Linked DNA regions of Anas platyrhynchos: region 1 is linked to region 2. A link is a contact called in public Hi-C data. All regions are on one chromosome and are shown on one strand. Each heading gives the region's core, a stretch centred on a gene start, on an enhancer-like site or on the middle of the called end of the contact. The rest is flanking DNA. Distances are from core to core; before and after follow the strand shown.

What was found. Hi-C and Micro-C count contacts between places; a contact is called where the count stands out from the background.
Region 1: a Hi-C map of subcutaneous adipose tissue shows a contact between it and region 2, with 2.5 times the contacts expected there. The contact joins the promoter of FUT11 here to the enhancer-like site in region 2. A contact is called at or near these places in 2 of 8 Hi-C or Micro-C datasets (small yellow follicle and subcutaneous adipose tissue).

What each region holds. Positions count from the first base shown.
Region 1 is chr6:19,743,909-19,750,949 of IASCAAS_PekinDuck_T2T, reverse strand. It overlaps FUT11 (fucosyltransferase 11), which reads left to right and starts at 5,544. Exons shown (of 4, transcript XR_011810356.1): 1 at 5,544-6,635. It overlaps SEC24C (SEC24 homolog C, COPII coat complex component), which reads left to right. Exons shown (of 23, transcript XM_072040173.1): 20 at 158-337; 21 at 961-1,152; 22 at 1,580-1,669; 23 at 2,105-4,195. The coding sequence ends at 2,245.
Region 2 is chr6:19,471,980-19,479,334 of IASCAAS_PekinDuck_T2T, reverse strand. CAMK2G (calcium/calmodulin dependent protein kinase II gamma) reads right to left here. Exons shown (of 23, transcript XM_027459811.3): 18 at 6,034-6,147; 19 at 4,451-4,576; 20 at 2,165-2,240; 21 at 1,548-1,642; 22 at 183-428. The coding sequence ends at 196. Among named protein-coding and RNA genes, the nearest start is that of NDST2, 14 kb to the left of the region's middle. Within about 2 kb of position 4,309, at least 3 of the 8 cell types and tissues checked have an H3K27ac peak or open chromatin away from gene starts, as enhancers often do. A contact at or near this core is called in subcutaneous adipose tissue, where this site is marked.

The DNA of each region.
Region 1 (7,041 bases), core at 4,295-6,794, 270 kb before region 2:
GTTTTGCACTATTTTTGCAGGTCCACATTATGATTAGACTGTCAGTTTCACTTCTCACATATGAACCACACTGTTGGCTCATGTAAGCTTTGTTCTGTCAAGCATAAACTTATTCAGCAAGAGAGCTGGCCAACTTCTGTCTGCTTGTGACTTGCAGCTGATCCTCCCTGAATGCATGAAGCTGCTTCCTGTGTACTTGAACTGTGTGTTGAAGAGTGATGTCCTTCAGCCTGGTCCGGAGGTCACGACAGATGACCGTGCCTACATTCGCCAGTTAGTCACATCCATGGATGTGGCAGAAACAAATGTTTTCTTTTACCCCAGGCTCTTGCCCCTGGTGAGTAATTCAGTTTCTTAACACTGGAGACTTGCTGTTGTCTTGACTTACCTTAAGGACTGGCATTTGTATTTTATTAGTGGGAAGTAATTTGAGAAGTATTTGGGATCTGCCATCTGTTGGGATACGTCATTTAGTTCTTTTCAGTGATAGGTACATTACTGCCTCTTGTGAATTTGCTGAGATCTTCTCTGAGCTGTGAGCACATGACAACAATCTTCTGATTCTTTAGTAGTCTTTCAAAAATCCTAAGCCATCTTGTAATTTTATGTAGTAATTATAATTGTTGCAGGGAAAATCCACCTACTATTCTCACTTTTAAGTAACATAGTTGCTGGAATAACAGTAAATACCAATTTGGCTCCAGAAAGCAATATTGGAACTACAGAATACTTTCACAACAATCTGTTGTTCTCTTTTGCTAACCAAGAGTCTCTAATCTGCTTCTGTGTCGTGTTCAGTAAGAAAGCTAAGCTAAGAAAATGAATACTTAAGTCTGAGCTATTGCAGTATTATGAGTCCTAGCAATTGGTAAACCACTGGGGTCTTAGTGGCAGAAATTTTCAGAACTTAATGTTTTTATTTTATAACCTTGACTTTTTTTTTACTTCACTCTAAAACAGACCAAAGCAGATGTTGACAGTGACTCCTTACCAGCAGCAATCCGCAACTCAGAGGAACGTCTCTCCAAGGGTGACATATACCTGCTGGAGAATGGGCTGAACATCTTCGTGTGGGTGGGAGTGAATGTGCAGCAAGGCCTGATCCAGAACCTCTTTGGAGTGTCATCCTTCAGTCAGATTAGCAGCACTTTGGTGAGCTGGGTAACAGTGTGGGAGATGTTGTCTATAATAATCACTCAATAGTTAAAACAATGAGAAAGAAAGTTGGGAAAAAATTTAAAGATATTTACTTCTTACTAACAATGAGAAGCGCAGATATGTGAAACTAATGGAGACATCCCTCATCTGGGCATGTTGACGTTTTTTTGGCTGGCTTTATTTGACAAGCCACATTTCCACTGACAGTAAGGAGAACAGGTGATACATAAATGGGACTGAAAACTGACCTTCATTTCTGTTGCTATGTTTTATTTTCTTTTAATTAGCTGAGGTCAAATAAATGGTATGCTAGTGGTGGTAAATATATTTGTAATGTTACATAATACGGTGAAACTGCTGAGATCTTTTAAATTGCACTCTATTTATTTGTCTAACGGGAATTGAATGTTTTTAATTTCAGAATACCCTGCCTGTTTTGGAAAATCCCTTTTCAAAGAAAGTACGATCTATTGTTGACATGCTTCAGGTGCAAAGATCCCGCTACATGAAGGTAAAAATGTTGCCTCTCATTCATTGCTCTAAGTCCCCTTCCCTGTTACTCTTACCAGAGCAGGTGATACCAGTCTTATTCATGTAAAGGCTAATGCTGAATTTACTCTTAAAACTGTGATTCAAACATAAGTTTTCAAGCATCTCAAAAAACTTCAGGTATTAGATTTGGAGTTCTGTGTTTAACGTAGTTCTGAAACTAGAATTATTTCGGACATAATATACTACTGCACAAACCACATACCATGCGGTAAATTCCTTCTAAGTTTGGCTGAGACTTAATCCAACTTAATTATAGAAGTGAAAGCACATAAGCAATATATGCAGTGGTTCTAGTTATCTTTGTTGGATTTTTTGAGCTAGTTAATTTTTTTCTCTTTTTCTTTCCTCTGGAACATTAGTTCTGTTAACTATCCACTATTGCTTTTGTTTGCAGTTAATAATTGTGAAGCAAGAAGATAAGCTGGAAATGCTCTTCAAACACTTTTTGGTGGAGGATAAGAGCCTGACTGGGGGAGCTTCATATGTGGACTTCCTGTGTCACATGCACAAGGAGATTCGGCAGCTACTGAGCTAGAGGAGGGAGTGGTGCTGGAACTCAGCAGTGACATTTCAGCCTCCACTAATGACCTGATCAGAAGGCCCAGCGCCCTCAAAAAGGACAACGTAGAAATCTGTACAATTCCATAATTTTTAATACACATTGCATAAGCAGAAATCCTTTCAACCTTTCCCAGTCCCATATGAGAGATAATTTCTTTTTTCCTGGTGAGGGCTAAAAAAAACAAACAAACAAAAAGGCCTTTGATACCAGGTCTTTTACTTGTATCTAAATTGTTTCCTGTGCTTGGCAGGAGTTCACCCCCCCCCCCATGCTCGCTAATCCTGTTGTAATGAATGTAGTTTTTTTCAGTTCACTGTACATGATTCAACATTGGGTGAAAAAGCGATAACTCTTCAAAATTTCTGGTAGTTGCTGTGTGTTTGTATGGGCGCGTGTGCATGCTCTAAGTGTGAAGAGGATGCGCAGGATGGGAGGACAAGAGGCATGTCAGGTGATGGTAGCTAAAGCAGCCAAACATTTTGCCTCTTTCTCTTTTTAGAGGGAAACGTGACATTGCAGAGCACAAATGTATCATGTGGCTGTCTGAACCAGAAATCCTTGAAAAAAGAAATAAGTGGTAAGCCAGGAGGCAGGAGGGCAAATTTCTTTCCACAATCGTCCCTGTACTATAAGTTGCTGTGCAGATCTGTACTGGAGGAATTAATAGTTCAGTGAACAACAATAACTAGCTTCTGAACAGCATAGGGGTAGAGTCAGAGCTTCCTGTTCGTGTGAGTGGTGACTCCTTTCCTTCTCATTGCACAGCTCCGTGATGTCCTACATGTTCCATGGCCTCTCTTCTTCTGCAGAGCTTACCTGTCTATCCAGATGGTGGTGGGAACAAAAGCCTCTTACGGTTAAGCAGAAAATACTTTTAAACAAGGTGATGTGTGGGAACTGGATGAAAAGGAGGTGGCCATTTTCAACCACGCTATTCTGAATCATAGCAAACAAGCAGGAATTTGAGTTTTACTGATGCGAATTTGAGACTGCTTTGGACCCTGTATTAGAAGGAAGGGGATACAAAAACAGATTTAGACTGTACTGTATTAGGTATGGCAAGTACCTGATTTCAGTTACTGGAAAGGATCGGGGCCGTAGTGAAGAGTTTCATCACTGGATGTTTATGCCCTCCCCCATTCAGCCTAGCGATCAGCTTGCACAAAACCTTTTTATAAGCCTGTTTGTTAAACTAAAATACCTCAGATTAGTCCATCCATTTTGGCCACTCTGCCACTCCATTCTGCAAGGGTGAATGAGAAGACTCCTATGAAAAGGGAGCAAGTGTAAATCAAATTCAGAATCCTAAGGGCTTTGATTATTCACTTCTGAAAGGGGGCTTGTATATTTTAGCTTGAACACTTACCAAGTGTTCCTAAAATACCCAGGAGTTTGAGTCACCAATAGTACTAAAAGTATGAGGAAAAAGTGTGGGTGGATTAAAGGAGATATGACCTGGGCTTGACATCTCAAAAGAAAGTCCTTGTTTAGATCAGAAAAATATTTGATTGTGGTTTTAGTTCCATATACTGTAGCGTGTATATAAATCCATTTTTCTTCTAATGCTGCTAGTTTGTCTTCCCTCCCATCACTACAGAGAAAGGGGAGTATGGAAATTGTAATGGAGGAACTTTCACAATGACAGAACCTTCCTCATTTTTGTATGAATGTGGCTGACTTTTTACTCCATGTGTTGCCTCCAGCCCAAAATCTAGAGGATTTTTAACCAGAGGGGGGGAAAAAACAACTTCCCAGGAATATAAGGCTCAGCAACCACAGACTTCCACAAATACTAATTTCTAGTATTAATATTGGGGGGTGTGGGGGTGGAAATGAGATCATAAATGAACCTTTTGTTTTCTTCACTTGTTTTTTCCAATGCATCTTTTAATTTGTAAAGAAATAAAAATATATTAAGATGTATTTTATGTCATTGTTAGTAAATAAACACTGCTTATTTTTCCAAACCCTGTATTTTGCGGGAGGGAGGAAATGGGAAGGGCTGAAGTCTAGCTAAGTGGTCCTTTACAATCCAATCTTCTGCTGACCAGGTTCAGTCTTTTTTTTCTTATTCACAGTGAATGGCAGTAAGAAATTCAGCAAGAGCCAACAGACAAAAGGTGCTGTTTAATCTCAGTATTACTTCGCTTAGATGAACGGTTTTAATTTTCTGCCCCTTCTGAACTTTCATTTTGCAAAGACTTCATTTTTCTGTTCTTTTTTTTTTTTTTTTTTTTTTTTTGTCTAATTGGAAAAGTATTGCTGTTACCTTGTGACAAGGCCAGCTTGAAGACTTCTGCAGTCTTCATTTTTCAGAGAAATAGAGTTACTACTTTGGAGTCAAGATAACAGGGAAGCTGATTTTCTTTTCTCCTGTTTCTTGGGGTTTGATTTTTTTTCTTCTTTTTTTGACTAATTGCAGAAATAAAGTTCAGATTGAACTGGCAGTGCAACTGGACTGTAGCCTAGAGCATTGATACTGTACACTTCATTGCTAACCTTGCAACAGTGTGTATGAAAGCACAAGACGGTCATTGCTAGAAACATCCAATTTCTTAGTTTGCTATGGAATATTTTGCAGATTAGTCTCTTCTACAGAATGTGCATTATGTTCAGAATCCACTACTGGACAGATACATTGCAATAATGATGGGCCTTGTGCATCTTGTACATTAATTTTGGAGTAAATTGTGCTTGCAGGAACCTTTGTGGTAGTACAGTGTGTATGGAGATTGCCTTGCTGAGCCAGTGTCTACTGGGATTGAGCCCCTGTTGTGCTGGGACTGAGCGAGTGGTGGAGCTGACGAGGGTGGCACGCAGGGCAGTCTTTCTGCACCCATATGATGACCATAATGCTTCTGAATCAAGTCTGAGCAGCGTTAAGACCAACCTTCCCAGAAGAAAACATGAATATTCCAGGATTTTTAGCCTGTTCCTTAAACAGAGAGTGCTTCTCTGCTTGTGTAACTACTAATAGGTGTCCTTTATTGCCTACATCAAACTTGATCTGATCCCACAATACTTGTAATTATCTCTTAAGGGAACGAATTTGAAGCTTATATCATTTCTATTACTAGCAAATCTAGAACTGTTCTGTTAGATTTTTATAATGTAGTCTAAATACAAATATCAATTTACCATTCCGATAATATTTCAGTATCGAGTTATCCCAGGTTGGTAGAGAAGCGCACCTTACGTGACCTTTGCGCTGAGGTGTAGCTCCTCCCCGCCACCCGTTCTGTTCCTCGATGTTTTGTTTGCCCTTTGTGGCCGCCAGCTGGAGATAACACTCGCTGTACTTTCTTGCAGTGTCTGCGTGCCTGCTTGGGGCCGGAGCCGCGTAGCAGCAGCTGGAGGCGTTTTTGCTATCGCTGGGTGAGCTGGCAGCACGCCGTGAGGTGCAGGGGCGTTGGGGGCAGGGAGGCTTCACAACAACCTCAGCAGGCTGGCGTTACATTTCGCTGCCCCCATCACCCTCCTCCGAGGGGCAGAGCTCTCCTGGCGGGCCCCCCCCCCAGCCCCTTCCCCGGGTCCCCGCCGTGCTCCTGCCGCCCCTGGCGGCCGCTCCCCGCGCTGCTCCCGGCGGAAGGCCGGCTCCGGGCGGGGCCGCGGCGGCCGTTTCCTGGCGGCCGTGGCCGGGCAGGCGGCGATGTGGGGCTGCGGGGCGCGGCGGGGGCCCGGCTGCCTCTGGCTGGCGCTGGCGCTGGCGCTGGCGTGGGGCGGCCCGCGGGTGCTGGCGGCGGAGGGGGAGGCGGGCGGCGAGGCGCCGTGCGGGGCCGAGGGCTGGGCGCAGGCCGCCGGCCCACCGGGCCCGGTCGTGGCGGCCGCGGCGTCGTACCGCGGGCCGGGCAACAACGACACGCGGGGCAACAAGGCGCTGCCCATCGTGCTGTGGTGGAGCGGCAGCCTCTTCCCGCACTTCCCCGGGGACACGGAGCGCATCGACTGCCCGCGGGGCTCCTGCCTGGCCACGCGCAGCCGGCGGGTGGCGCGGCACCGCCGCACCAAGGCGCTCATCTTCTACGGCACCGACTTCAGGGCCTACGAGGCGCCGCTGCCCCGCCTGCCCCACCAGACGTGGGCGTTGTTCCACGAGGAGTCCCCCATGAACAACTACCTGCTCTCGCACCCGCCCGGCATCCGCCTCTTCAACTACACGGCCACCTTCCGCAGGGAGTCGGACTACCCGCTCACCCTGCAGTGGCTGCCCAGCATCGCCTACCTGCGGGGCCCGCCGCTGGCCCTGGCCGAGAAGGACGCGTGGCGGCGGCGGGGCTACGGGCCCGTGCTGTACATGCAGTCCCACTGCGACGTGCCCTCGGACAGGGACCGCTACGTGCGGGAGCTCATGAAGTACATCCAGGTGGGTGCCGTGCGGGGAGGCTGTGGCACCACCTGGCCGCCCCCGTCCGCCTGCAGGTTCTCGTTTTAACGGGGTTTGTTTGTCCTCGTTTCTAGCCAAGACGCGAGTCGTAACGGGAAGCATGCCGACCGCAAGCTGGACAGAAAGACTAGTTGTATGCCTCCCAAAAGCATGGTCTAGACTGCACCACGCGGCAGTAGGTAGGCCTGATGGTAGTTGTTAGTCACGGAGTTGGCCAGACTTGGCGTCAGTCGCAAGTTGTACTAAGCCTGAATGAGATCAGTCTTGCTAGAAGTTCCTGAGATCCCAGGAGCTTGAAGTTAGCGTAAAGGAAGGCTGTCCGTTTACAAGCCTTGCCTGCATTTAACAATATAAGCGTGTAATGAGAAATTTGCTGTGTTTTGAG
Region 2 (7,355 bases), core at 3,060-5,559:
TAATCCTCCAGAGACCAGAGGACAAGGCTGCAACAGACCAGTGGACGTTTTTAGCCTGCAGACAACTAAAAATGGTTCTCTCACAGCTAAACACCCTTGAATAGTCTGGGAGTATGGCACTGAATTCCCACATACAGCAGCCTTGGATGTGCATGATATATTCTTTCCCAGGTAGTCCATACCCATGTATGATCCTCACTGGAGAGGTGCTGCAGGGGCTCCAGAGCAGTGGTAGTGGACGTTCAGCCACTTGCCATCTCGGCGGTGCCAGACACGAGTCTCTTCAGACTGCGTGGTGCGGGGCCGGCCTTGGCCGTCGATGTACTGTGTCAGGCGGATGTATGCGATGCAGGCAGCATCTTCACCGATGACATGGACGTGGGGGTTCAGGATGGTGGTGTGTATTGGCTTGCTGTTCTTCGACAGTACTGGCAGAACACACAAAACCATCAGCTTCATTTTACCACTACGAGAACAGCTCCCCCCGCAGCCTCCAATTTTTGTAGTCTACTCACCTCCAGCTTGATTCTGGGATACAACAAAAATTGCTCCTGTAATTTCCAGGCAAAATCCAAGCCTATCTTTGCCCTATCACCTGTCTTTCAAAACTTAGCCCTTATTATTGCCTAGAACCCCCCCGGTTTCTTTGTTCTCACTTCTTTTACAAAGGACACTTGCTACTCTTTCAACATCAGTATTGCCGTTTCCTTAGTTATAGGAAAAAATGTTTCAATTATCAGAAATGTAGCAAGAGCCAACAGTCAGGATATCTGTACACCAGGCCTGCATTAAATACAAACAGGTCTCAGAGAAGCGTAAAATTTACTCCAGGACAGGCTTTTTAGAGAGACAAAGTCTCTGCATGGTTAGAGCACTAGTAATGGCCTATACTAAGGACCTTGACATATCTCCCAAAAATCAAAGAAATTGAACAGCTCAGGATTTAAATGTCAGTTACTTCATCCTGTGGAAACACGCAGGGAGGGAGGCAAATCCATTGGTATAAATGATAGCATTTTTCCCAACTCTTTTTCCTGTCCCAGACTGAAAAAGGTGACCCTCGTATCCTAATGAACTTAAGGGATTCATTCGGTGGTAGAGATCAGAAACCACCCAGAGAAACCTCCAAGTTCACACATGTCAGCAGTTTGTGCATAATACACTTCACATCTGACCATTCAGTATATCTATCCCAAACATACAGGTTGTTTCCATGCAAATGTGTTCATTTTTTCCATTTCCATATCAGTAGGAAATCCGGTGCCTCAAACTTTTAGAGCTCCTGTTATCAACACTTACAAAACACTTGCATCAGGCAAATCATATCTGTACAGTGAAGGGATCAGGGGGTTAGAACTGAACTTGGTGCTGAAAAATGCTTTTGAGAGAAAGAATGCTGTCTCTTATAAATGCATCACAACCCATGTAAAACCAAGTCCTTGCTGGTTATGATAGGCAGTAAAAACAAGAGCAATTTTTCCCCGAAAAGGTGAAATAAATGAAGATTAGAGAAAAGGCTGATGGTGTTACCAAATCTACCCACTCACAGTTCTCAAAGTAAAACTTATGGAAATCCATTCCTTCAACCAGGTTCCCCAGTGCTTCAGGTTCAAACGAGGTCAAACCAGGATCACAGATTTTTCTGCAAAGAAAAGCAATACAGCCTTACAGCCTGCATCTAAGCCCAAAGGCTAATTACACAATGCAGTATTGGTATGGCATGGGACTTGCACTGTGTCCTCCTAAACATTTCACTAGTCTGATTAAGTTCTTAGAGGATGGGGTACTGCTGCAACCACAGGGTTGGTGGTAGTTGGCATTTCATGTCAAACAAGCCTCTGTGCTTCTGGTATACAACCTTTTATTCTTTATGCTCATCTCACTGTCTCTCCTCCTCCCCCCAAACACACACACAGCTTACAAAGACAGGGCATTTTCCTTTTGCCACTCCTGTTGCTGTTTGATATCTGACTTCTACTTCAAGTTCATTTAAACAGCTCTACTGTATTCCTGACTACAAGTGAGAGAGGCTAAGAAGCACACCAATATTTATCATACCCAATTGTACGACTCTTACTCATACCCGGAAGCCACAACATAACTTGCACACAAACTGATTGGTGACCTGTCAGAAGGTATCTATGCACAAACCAACAGTACTTACGTATAAGCCTCAAAGTCTCCATTGTTGATGGCTTCTATCAGCTGCTCTGTTATCTTAATGATCTCCTGCTTACGCACTGCGAACAAGAAGAAAGAGCAATTTAACTGCACGTAAGACTTCGATAGGAATATGGGGCTAGTGGGTGCTTTGTACAAGCAATTTGCAGAGCACCATTAGTGTAGATCTCATAGGATGCTGCTCCCTGCATTTTGGAGATATGCAGTAACGACAGCCATCCATATGAGAGTAGGGGGGCAGTGGTATGATAGGGGAATGGTGATCCCATAATGCAGGGAGAAATGAAATAAAGATGTCATATTCAATTATTTTTTTTTTTCCTTTTCTTCTAGAAAGGCCTGTCTCACGCACCGGAGGTGTCTCCTGAATGACAGCTCTAGGTGCTTCCAGGGATTCTGACCAATAAATGTCAGTGAACCTGCCCATGTGAAGCATTTGTCTAGCAGCTTAAGTTGTAGAAACTCTTCACCACAGTAGCCATGGGCCAATGGCCACCACACAGACCAAGCGAATTGGAAAAAATCTCCCAACAACTTGCCTATCACCATCACCAATACCTCAGCTATTATGAATGCTGCAAACAAGCAACTGGGACATGTAGGGATGACTTCCACAAGCTAGAAAGACAACCGCAGCAGGATGGATGGGTTGGATGAACAGGCCCTAGGTATACACTAGTATGCACTCTGTCCCTCAGGCAGATCCCTATGGCAGAGCCCTTACCAGCACTGCCGTTAACCCAGCCCCAGCACACTGAACTTCAAGATGAGCAAAGACAGCTGGCTAGCTGTCTACTGCTGATTCGACCTTGCTCTGGAATGCACCTCTGCACTTCCTTCTCTTGGTTTACCACAGCTGATGCCCCATCCCCTTTGAAGCCTTCCATCACCCTTACTGATATCTGGAGTCCTTCAAACTGACAGAGTTTGGCTCAGCTCTGTGAAGTAACACTACTTAAGGTCTATGACTGTATGCACACCCAACAGATCTTCAGCCTTCCCCACAGTTTCCCTTGAGGTAGGCTATGGTACACATCATACAAGTGTATAGGAGGTGCTCTATCATTGTCTTCACCATCACCATTACCACATAATTTCTAATCCCTACCACCAGAACTGTAATTCATCTGCCCTTAGGCATCTGAAGTGTAGGTGTCTGAAATGGAACTAGTCACCAGTCTTCTCCTTTAGGCCCTGAAAGAAGTAAGCAACTCTGCAAGCCTCACCTGAGGTATTTCAGATGCCTATCATTAGGAGCACAGCCCTGAAACACAACCTACCATCTTTAGGTGTCCAATTCAGAAAAGCTGACTCCCACTGTAGATGCCAGAAGATGTTAGTGCAAACTCCCCTCCACCTTAAACTTTCATCCACATGCGCGTATCATCCCAGCACTGGGAAGCACAGCTGAAGAGCAACAAGGTGATAATCCCAGTGGCTCAGAAAGATGCCTGCACCCACTCTGGAAATCTATTAAGAGGATTATACTACCCAGTTAGCCACGGGAACATCTTGGTTAGGGAACAACTGGCTCGTGGTGGTAAGGGAGCTAGTTTTACTGCTCGGGCTGTATAAATTTCCACATACGAAGTGACATATAGAAGGAATGGATCAAAATGACACAGTGGGCTATGCCTATTATGAAAAACACTTTCACAAGCAAATCGCCTGGAACGGCTTCCCCACGAAGCATGGCTACACATTGGATCCCCCTCCTGAACATGTGCCACACCTGTAAAACATGGTCCATGGGAAAGGCTCCACTTGGGATGAATGCCAAATCTGCAGACCGCAGCCACCGTGTGCTGGCTCGTCTCAAGACCTGCACCCGTCTCCCAAACGTCACCACACAGCAGCGCTGACCCTTCAGCGCAAATCCTCTCCATCAGACTGCGCTTGCCTTCTGGCTTCTCCTACATGTCCCGAGCCCGCAGTGACACACAGAAGGCGACCCGCGTTTTGCAGCGGGCAGCGTCCCCGGACCGGGGGCAGGACGGCGTTCCCACCAGCTGTGCTGCACCCCCGAGGGGGCCGCGCAGCGCGGGCCCGGCCCCGGGGCTCCCCCCGGCGGCCTCCGCCGCTCCCCGCAGCCGGCCCAGGCCCGGCCCGGGAGCGCCGCCTGGGGGCGGCCCGAGGCCTGCGGCCTGCCCGGGGCTCGCCGTGCCCGGCCGGCCCGGGGGGGTGAGGTGTTGGGGAGAAGGGGAGCCCGGCGCCTAGGGGAGCTAGTCAGTCGCACTACTCGGCTACTGCTACCCAGCTGCTAACTTACACGGTGCACTGCTGTGCACAAAGGGAACTACTGGAGTTAGCAAGGGCTCCGACCGAGCACGCTCTAACTCCAGTGTCTGCCCTGGGCTGTCCCAGGCAAGAAGCTTCTCTTCACAAGACTGGGTAGCTGCAAAACAAACGTAAGCGTTAAAATAATGAACAAACGAACGTAAACCAGAAAGCAAAATAAAGACCAACACAGAAATACAAACACACGCAAGCCCCAACCCGTGGGCACACAGAGACGCCCCCGTCCCAGCGAGCTGTGCCCGCTCTGCTCCGCAGCCTGTCCCGTGGGGCACCCCTCGGAGTGCTGGGGGTGCTCTGAGGGAGAGCTCACGCTGGCCAGGAGGGTGACAGAGCAGCAGAGGGCAAGTACGAGGTGGGAGAGAGGGAGAAAGGAAGCAGGGCAGCCAAACCACTGCACACCAACCCGGAGAGGAGCGGGGAGGGAGAACGCTGCCCCGCACTGCTCGCTGCTGCTCCTCGGGGCTCCACGCAGGGCCTCGCCAAGAACAAGAGGAACGAGGTAATAAGGAAGCGGTGATGGACAGTTCACTGCAAAACGGACTCGAGATCATTTCCCTTCCATTCTGGCTAGACAAAACACCATGCCCATTATGCCTCACAAACCAGCAGTTTGACATTCTTAGAGCTACTTCAGAAACATTAACACGGAGGCTCTGACTGCTGCATCATGAGGCACTGGCGCTGTGCGCAGGAAACCAGGAATAGATGACAGGAGGAGACAGAAGAGGGCATGCCTGCTCCTCTCTTCCCACCAGACTGCCCTGAGCAGAATCAAATACTTCAGGTGTACCCAACTCACATTAAGGATCTGTCGCAGCATTAAGCAGTCAGACAACTAGTAAGGTACATGTGTAGGGGGAAGGCTGAGACCCCACCTAAATGTCCGACCTGCTAGCATTCTCACACCTCATTTCAGAGGTGTTCAGCCACAGATTCCTCTACGGAGACAGCTGGTTCGGGAGGGATCAGGGCAACATAGTTGACAGACTAACCACGCTACCAGCAACTGAGCACGGCAGACATGCAAAGTAAAGCACAACAGAGAGAAAGATGCCCCTCAGAGCCAACATTATTCAAGGATTTTCACTAGGTGCACCTGATGCACCATCAGCATCCAGGGAGCTCCTAAGTTCTTGCCAAGTGAGACTGAATTCAGCCTCACACATCCCCCTCCATTGCAGAACTGCACCACTGACCCCATTTACAGAAAAGGAACCTACAGAGATGCAGCGACTTTCCCAGGGAAACCCCAAGAGACATCTCTCCTAAGAAGCCCACACCTCACCCAGATGAAAGCAAAGGAATGAAATTGATCTGGATGAGATTCTGCCTTTTCAAAAGGGGAAGGAAAAGCTTGGAAGTTTTCAGTGTGCAAAGGAGGGTATTTTGGAGGAAGGGAGATGATTTCTTTTTATTCTGGAATACTAGAAATGAAAAAAATCAACATTTTGGAAAGAAGTTCAGGAAAGGAAAAATCTGGGGGAAGGAGAAATGGGAAAGGTAGAGGGAGGAGTAGGAAAAAGATGCCGTGAAGCACTGCACCCCTGGACTTACTGGCTGAGAAACAGAGAGAAAGCTGGGACTGCATGGACTCAGTCTGTGTTTTGCTCTCACTGTGCCTCCGTCCTTCAAGCACTGAGCTGCCGTCCCCGGTGGAGAGAGGGGGAGCTAGCATGGCAGGGAATTAAAACACAAACACAAACAAAACACGCAAGTTCAGTAAATAAAAAAAGAGAAAGGAAATAGGAGAACATTAAAGAAACCACAATGCTGGGCACAAAACATGCAGGAGTATCCTCCAGGGCAAAGCCAAGTAGACAGCTTGACAACATGGATCTACTGTGCAATTTATAGTGACACGGGGGGGCTGCTACCTTCAGCCCCACCGCTCTGGAAACAACATAGCCCTGAGGCAACTGTCACTGATGTATCAAGATGATGTCTCCTACAACACAGAATAGATCTGCATAACCTGCGCCTATTGAAAGCAAGAGGTCAGAAACAGAGCTGCACAAGCGCTTCCTTTTTCCCAGTCATGTTTAACCAGAATGCTGAGAACTTCAATATCCCCAAACCCCTGATCTATTTAGCCTTGCTTAAGTGCTTGCTTTTCTTGAAACCAGAAGGGCCGGGAGCGGAAAAGTAGTAGTTATAAACCAAAGCACTAAAATTACCAGATAGAGCTGGCCATAGCACAAACCAGTACTGTGCGAGCTCAACAAGTTTTCAAATGATCCCTTCTATTAAAATCATAACAAAATATTTTAACCTCTGAAGAAATCTCAGTTTTGATCTGCAACAATGTGGCCCTATATAATTCTGCACAGATTTAGTCCTGGCCAGCTGCCCTCCTTCCCCCACCATCTATCCCTGTCCTAGCCTTCCTCTCTTCACAGCATTCGTATTCTTGACTTGCAGGACACCCACTGGCTCAACTGGCTCAAGGCTGGGACCTCTCCTGAACAAAAGCTGCCAAAGAAGACTAGGTTCTGGACAAGTAGCTATTCTGGACAGATAGCCAGCAGAGATGAGATAAATCAGTCTCATTACCACACTACAAAAGTCATCCAGTTCCCTTCCCTCCAAACTGGGTTCTTAAATCCCAAATTACTCTCTGGCAAAAAGGTGGGAGCTGGAATACTACGCTGTAATGGGGCCAGGTCTAATCTAAAACAACCAGTACTGTGGAGAATTTCTGCTCCTTGCAACTCCTCATAAGAGAAGCCAGCAGCTTCTGATAAACCACAGGAAAAGCACTAGGAATTAGCCCAGCTGGCTGAGGTGACATTGCTGCTACACCACAGAGCCAGCATTGATTTTTCCCTGGCTACGTAACTCTGACTGACTGCAGGGAGAATGAGAATACCTCTGCCTCA